Linked DNA regions of Mus musculus: region 2 is linked to region 1. The links are chromatin contacts, called in public HiChIP or PLAC-seq maps. All regions are on one chromosome and are shown on one strand. Each heading gives the region's core, a stretch centred on a gene start, on an enhancer-like site or on the middle of the called end of the contact. The rest is flanking DNA. Distances are from core to core; before and after follow the strand shown. Region 1 overlaps Ncf2 (neutrophil cytosolic factor 2). Region 2 overlaps Nmnat2 (nicotinamide nucleotide adenylyltransferase 2).

What was found. HiChIP or PLAC-seq counts read pairs in DNA pulled down with a chosen protein or histone mark.
Region 2: a contact with region 1 is called in an H3K27ac HiChIP or PLAC-seq map of embryonic stem cells, with 10 read pairs. The contact joins two enhancer-like sites. A contact is called at or near these places in 3 of 39 promoter capture datasets (cranial neural crest and embryonic stem cells) and 2 of 115 datasets of contacts at active chromatin or transcription factors (both in embryonic stem cells).

The regions. Positions count from the first base shown.
Region 1 is chr1:152,808,494-152,812,161 of GRCm38.p6, reverse strand. It overlaps Ncf2 (neutrophil cytosolic factor 2), which reads right to left. Exons shown (of 16, transcript NM_010877.5): 3 at 1,162-1,244. Among named protein-coding and RNA genes, the nearest start is that of Ncf2, 10 kb to the right of the region's middle. Within about 2 kb of position 2,106, at least 77 of the 459 cell types and tissues checked have an H3K27ac peak or open chromatin away from gene starts, as enhancers often do. A contact at or near this core is called in embryonic stem cells, where this site is marked.
Region 2 is chr1:153,007,856-153,011,523 of GRCm38.p6, reverse strand. All of the region lies in intron 1 of Nmnat2 (nicotinamide nucleotide adenylyltransferase 2), which reads right to left. Among named protein-coding and RNA genes, the nearest start is that of Nmnat2, 55 kb to the right of the region's middle. Within about 2 kb of position 1,988, at least 51 of the 459 cell types and tissues checked have an H3K27ac peak or open chromatin away from gene starts, as enhancers often do. A contact at or near this core is called in embryonic stem cells, where this site is marked.

The DNA.
Region 1 (3,668 bases), core at 857-3,356:
CACTTCCAAATTGACTTCCCAAGCACCAGTCTTCTTTGTTCATAGTCTAGAGTGACTTAATCCCTCAGTGATCTGCTTGAAAACTTCCAGGATTTTACTGTCAATTCCCCTCCCCCTTCAGGGTATCCCCCCTGCTTCCCGCACCCCAGCCTCACCACACTTGTCCAGTTTCATTGATGGGAAATTCTTCCTCTCCCTAGAACGTGTGCACACATTGGACACTTTCCTGAGTCACTGCTGTCTGGCTTTGCCTAAAATATCTGAAATCCACATTTTGAATATTATCCTTTTGATATATCTGTGTGTACATGTGTGTGTGTGTGTGTGTGTGTGTGTGTGTGTGTGTGTGTGTATGTGTTTGTGTGTGTGTTCTTTGGGCATTTGAGGGTAGAATAACACTCATTTTGGGTGTTTTGTTTGATTTGGTTTTTCTTTTTACTTACGACAGTAAATAGCCTGAAATGTGCACAAGGTGATGGAGGGAAAGGGACTTCATTATTATCCCAACATCCAGAAACAACTAGAATAGTGCATTGGCCGATGCCCTTCCAGACTGTGTAACAAATGGGTTTTGTAGTAATATGGTATTTGGAAACCATTGTTTAAATTTTGCCATCAACTGTAAACTCTATCTATCTATCTATCTAAACACACATATTTAATTTGTCTGTATTAACTTATATATCTGCTGCTAACAGTTTGTATTCTTATTTTTGTGACAGGGTCATCCTCCCAGCATCCACCCTCTAGTTTAAACTGGGTTTTGCAAACACATTCAGCATGGGTGAAGCCAGGATTGATTCGCTTTCATGATGAGCCTTGTCTTGGGACTGCTCAGTCCCGCACAGAGAAGCACAGTGAACGTCCTCATTAAGGACATTGTTGAGAGGGCTGGGTAGCCAAACAACCAGCCAGTGGCTGTTTCAGGCTCCTTGCCGCTGTGCGCTAATGATGACTTACTTACAATGAGGTCAGGCTTGCCTCCCCTTCCCAGAAAAGCCTCTTGCTTACTACTCCTTGCATAACTGCCTAGAGAAAGCAAGCCAGCCTTCCTACCCACAAAAGCTGGAGGTCCTGATTGAATACCAAGACTACAGAAGAAAGCCCGATCCATCAGGCGCTGTCACGCTCCCACAGCCTGAGTGGCAGCGGACCACTTACTTCTCCATTCTGTAGTAGAGCATTCCTCTCTGGAAGTAGGCCACTGCAGAGTGCTTGTCTCTGTTGATGCTTTTGGTGAAGGCCTGCAGGAGGAAGGGTCCATAAGGAAGTGTCAGAGTATTGCCAGGGAGAGGCAAGACTTGTGTCATAATGATTCGGCAATTCAAGGTGACAAAACTGGCCCCGGGGTACAGAGATCTTGGATCAAAATGCCCTGGGGTGTTATTTCCTCTTTGCATAGCCTGTGGTAAATTACCTAATCTTCTTGAACCTCCTTGTTTTCCTCTGTAAAATAAGTGATGGGGACAGAGAGATGGCTCAGCAGATAAGAGTGCTTGCTGCACGTCCAGAGGACCTATATACACTTCCCAGCACCCACATAGTGGCTCACAACCTACACTTCCCAGCACCCACATAGTGGCTCCCAACCATCTGAAATTCTAGTTCTACGGGCTCTGATGGCCTCTCTGGCCTCCTTGAGAATCAGGTACGCACATGTTGTCAAAACAAGCATGCCATCAAAATAACCGCTCACATTAATTAAAAAAATTAATAATAAAAATAAAATAATAGTGATATAGTTAGAATGTATATTGCATTTTCTTGATACAAATTTATTGTGTGATCATTTATATCACTAAATAACAAGTAAGAAAACATATATAATATTATTCATATTGGATTAAACAGAAAGACTATGACAGATGAGATGAGAGGCCTGGTGACAGAAAAATGGAAAGAAAGATCTTGACCAGTAAGGGTAGAAGTCAGGGATCTGAAGGTGTGAGGTGGCCTTTGGTCCAGGCCAGGTTATAAGCATCCAGGGCCTATGGCAGAGCCTTGTCTGGGAGAGCTGCCTCCGTTTGTCTCCACAGCTCTCAGCTCTGAGGATGCAGCCGCACCCCTGAGGGAAGTAGGAGGAGGCATTCCTCCCTCCAGGCGGAGGCTGGATGGGGGCCGTGCTCTGCACCATCTGCTTGCTGACCGGAAGAGTCTGAGCCTATCCAGTACCTTCCTCTCCTCCTGTCAGGATGTGGATGTGTTTTTTCACTGGCTGGTCAGAGGATGAACCAGTGTGAACTGGTTCTTTGGAGGTGGTGGAGGCTGGGGAGACGTTCTGTAGGTAAAATGCTGGCCTCACAAGCCTCACAGCCTACAGAGTCCAAGTTTAAAAACAAACAAACAAACAAACCAAAACCAAAACAAACCAACAAGGGTGGAGTCACATCACATCCTTTCTAATCTTAGCGCTGGGGAGGCAGAGACAGGCTTTCTAGCCAGCTGAACCGAATGTGCAAGATCTGGGCCAATAAGAGACTGTACTGGCTGGTTTTGTGTGTCAGCTTGACACAGCTGGAGTTATCACAGAGAAAGGAGCTTCAGTTGAGGAAATGCCTCCATGAGATCCAACTGTAAGGCATTTTCTCAGTTAGTGATCAAGGGGGAAAGGCCCTTGTGGGTGGTGTCATCTCTGGGCTGGTAATCTTGGTTCTATAAGAGAGCAGGCTGAGCAAGCCAATGGAAGCAAGCCAGTAAAGAACATCCCTCCATGGCCTCTGCATCAGCTCCTGCTTCCTGACCTGCTTGAGGTCCAGTCCTGACTTCCTTGGTGATGAACAGCAGGATGGAAGTGTAAGCCGAATAAACCCTTTCCTCCCCAGTTTGCTTCTTGGTCATGATGTTTGTGCAGGAATAGAAACCCTGACTAAGACAGGGACCCTTCCTAGAAAACAACAACAACAACAAGAAGCAGGTGAAGCTCCCGCGGAGCTGTGAGATCGAGTTCAGCAGACAAAGGCACTTGCTGTGCAATCTCAGAGATTTGGGGTCGGTCACTGGATCCAGGTCAAAATGGAAGGAGGGAACTCCACAGAGTCGTCCTTTGATTGACACATGTGCGTCATGACATACGTAGCCACCCCCACCCACATCACACACGCACATGTACACACACACACACCTAAGCAATCAAGAGGCCTGCTGGTCATGTTGAACACCTCTGATCCCAGCACTTGGGAAGCAGAGGCAGGCGGATCTCTGTGAGTTCAAAACCAGCCTGATCTGTAGACTGTGTTTTAGGATAACCAGGTCTCCACAGAGAAAAATCAAAATAAAATAAAGAGAATCGAGCATGTTCAACTCCGGGCCAGAGAAAAAGTATTTTAAAAAGATGCTGATCGGGAGGCAGAGGCAGGCGGATTTCTGAGTTTGAGGCCAGCCTGGTCTACAAAGTGAGTTCCAGGACAGCCAGGGCTATACAGAGAAACCCTGTCCCAAACAAAACAAAAAACAAAAAAAGATGCTGAAATGCCCTATCCCATACCCTTGGTGAACTTCATGACTTAATTACAGTGTGAGTTTCCTCAACTAGCCTCAGAATTCTTAAAGAAGAACCCTGCCTTGTTGATCAGACTTGTTCTTTGAGCAGGCCAAACTGATAGGATGTTGCGTAAGTTCCTGGAAGCCATAATAGGCATTTTACAACTGGATACAAGGGTTTATGGTGC
Region 2 (3,668 bases), core at 739-3,238, 200 kb before region 1:
CCCACCACTTAGAAACTAGACACAGGAGGATCGGGAATTTAAGATTGGGATGGACTGGGATGCACGAGACCCTGCTGCGCAAATAAGCAGAATGGAAAAGATCCAGAGCCAGAGTCTGAGGAGTCTGGACAATCCTGCTTCTACTGTTTCTCAGACACAAGGCCTTTCTCAGACTTGCCAGACTGAGCATTGCTCTTACCTCTGAAAGCTTCTTGCCCCAGCAAACAGCAATTAGCCCAAAGACAAGTGACAGAGCAAACAGGTCGGCTTTAAGACAAAGATTTTAAAAAGGAGGGAAATGAGGGTGACAGCTGATTGATTGACATGTAGGGTGGGCGGGACAGATACTCCCTCCCCACTTCCTCATATCTGCTCTGCTGATGTAATTCTATCATATTTCCCAAGAACCATCTTTAACTTGCTTTTCTCCTTTCTCCCCATTATCCGATCCACTGCTAAATTCTACCTGTTTTATTTCTAAACTATAATCTTCTCTCAGTCGCCACAGGAATCACTCAGCAAGCAAATCACCACCTAGGCCAGCACTCTCTGAAAGCTTCCTAACAGCTCTCCCTCCACCTTCCCCGCCCTCCCTCTCGTCCACCCTTTGCAGTGCCAGCGAGTCACGTTTCAGAACATCACTGTTCTGCTCAGAAGTCTCCTCACTGGGCACAGCACACAGCCTCAGCTCCATCCTGGCCCATGGAATGGACTCCTGCACAGTCCATTCAGCCGTACCCTGATGAGTCACAGTCCCACTTGCCCAGTCTCGACCATACTGTTGTGGTGTCATGGTCACCAATCTCCAAGTCACGCCTCTCTTTTCCTCCTCCTCACACCTTCCCATAATTCCTTAGAAGCTGTTTCCTCAGAGACTGCTGAGATTTTGCCCCTATGAGTTAGAGCCTATCTAGCTCTGCCAGAGCCCTTTATCCCCCATCCCTAAAGCCTATCACTGCCTAGTCACTGGTCACTGGTTTGGCTCAGCCGCCTCAGTATCAATGGAGACCCAGGAATGCATATGAGGCTCCGTTTCAGATCCATTGCATCAGAAAGGAAGCTTGGGCCATCATCTGAGCTCTAGCTGATCTTCTGGATTGATTTGATACCCACAAAGATTAAGAACCAATACCATCATCTGTGGTAGATTAATCAGCTTCTGATCCTCTAACTTGAAAAGTACTCAGTTTCCTAAATCCTCAAAATAATGTGACAAGTAGGCCATCTCTGCATTTTATAGATGGGTATATGTATATAATTAAAAATTTTAATTTAATTAGCATTTCACTGTGCAGTTTCTGTTGGCCTTAAAACTCTTGATCTCCCTACCCTATCCCCTGGGGTTACAGGCGTGGGCCACCACATCCAGCCAGATTGTAAAATTATATTTATCAACGTGTTCTGTAGATGAGGATAATGTTGAACTTCTGACCCCCTGGTCTCCACTGCTCCAGATTTTTTTCCTCAATGAGCCACAAAGAGTATTTTATTTTGTCTTACAATACTCCCTTAGTAGTGGCAAAGCCAAATATTTTAACCTAGTTCTGTCCAAATAGAGACTTCATTGTAGCCTCAAAGCTATACTGTCCCACCTGAATTAGAAAGATCCAGAGTCGTGAGCCACTTCTGGTGTACTGCCAGTGTGGGAACAACCCACAGTACTTTGTATCACCCATCTGGGTGTGCAGGCTAGCATGTACCTGTGTAAGACTCCAGGGAGCCTTAGCTTACTGGGGACTCTCTGAGTGACAATGTAGAGGCAGGATCGATGCAAAAAGCAAGAGGAATTTATTGTTCCGGTGCACTGGGGTCCTTCCCAGACTCAAAGGACAGGCGGCAACCCCCAGCACTCTGTCGGTGAGTTTTTATATGGTTTCCAGGGGCAGAACAGGGCATCAGCAACTAGGCACAATATGATTGGCAGCACAGTACACCCTTTAAACTGGTCTTTAGCAAATGAGGTGACAAGGACTTCCCTTGTCAGAAGGTGCGCAACGTTCAGTCCTGCGGAATGTGTCCCCACCCGCAGGTCGGTTCCCTCCCTGTGGTCTGAGGAATGTTAATTAGCCTCTCCCTTCCGGAGAGGCAAGGGTTTCATGACCTTCCCAAAGTTCCTGAGCTGACCTTTTCACCTGTTATATCTCAGAGCATGAAAATGTAGTCACTACCATGCAGGTCTGAACCTCAGATGGTTTTGTTTCACCTTGGACCTACATCTGGCTCCCAATAGATTACAGATCTCTAGTGATCCCACCATCATGTCAGATATAAGATCAACTAGAAAAAATTTAGTTTCTACATGACTGCTTTTGACTGTGTCCGTGGTATATAAATGAGCTGAGTTAACTAGCAAGGAGGTGAGAGGTATTTACTTCTGGAAGATGAAGTAATTTTGTCAGACTGCAGACGCTGTTTATATAAGTAGAAGATGGAGGTTTCTGGATCAAATCAGATACACCTAAGGACGAGTCTCTTAAAACCCAAGCAACTTTTCACTAATAGGGTGATGTCTGCTGTTAGTATTCATAGCGCAAATTTATATTTTTTTTATATATTTTTATATTGTTTTAATTTGTCTTTTAAAATGTTGACCTTGGGCAAAAATTAAAAAGAGAGGAAGAAAGGAGTATTATAAATTCAAGGTCACCTGGGAGTGGTGGCGCATGCCTTTAATCCCAGCACTTGGGAGGCAGAGGTAGGTGAATTTTTGAGTTTGAGGCCAGCCTGGCCTGCAGAGTGAGTTCCAGGACAGGCAGAGCTATACAGAGAAGCCCTGTCTTGAAAAACCAAAAAAATAAAAATAAATAAATAAAGTCAAGGTCAACCTCAGATTGTAGCAAGTTCAAGGCTCAAAGAGACCTTTCAAAAAACAAACAAATAAATCAACAACAACAAAACAGGCACAACAGCTTTCCTCTGAAAACTTACATTTACATCATGACATGAATGGAAAGTAGAGTGTTGGTGAGGCGTAGAGACAGAGTATCAAACACAGGACCAGGTGCTTAGGTAGCTCCGAGAAGATGCTAAAGTCACTAGAACACTCTGGGAACCCTGCACAGGATGTTTTTCTGAAGGACAGTGGGGAAAAAGGAAAGTCTGGAACTAAGATACAAAGCAATAGATGTGACCAAGATACAAAGTAAATACATCAAGCAAAGATACAAAGTAAATACATCCTGCCACACTTTGACCCAAGTTCAGATGGAAGAGCAGGTCTGAGAGACAGAAAACAAAAAACAACAATCAAACACCCGCCCCCCCCCCCTCCAGCAGTTCCCTGTTGGGGGCTTGGAGGGAGGGGGAGAAGGGATTTGGAGTGGTAGCTTTGCCACTCCACATCCCTAGGCCCCACCTGACCCCTACCCATCACTTCAGGTTCCTATATCTGTCCATTCCCGAACGTTTTTAGAGTCTTTAAGAGGACCAAGAGTATGGAGCATTCTTCTTCTGCCTTCTCTGTCTGTTCCTCTACCAGATGGCAGTAAGCCGAGAGGTCCAGGGTACACACTGGAGCTGGTGCCCAGAGAAGCTTGCTGCAAAGCCACTCCTGATTCAGCCTGGCCTCGCTGCAGGAGCCATCGGGGCAGCAGTAGCATTCTTATAATGCAGAACTAAGAAAGTGAATTGGCTTTCCTTGGTAAATCGTTTGAACACACTTACTAAGA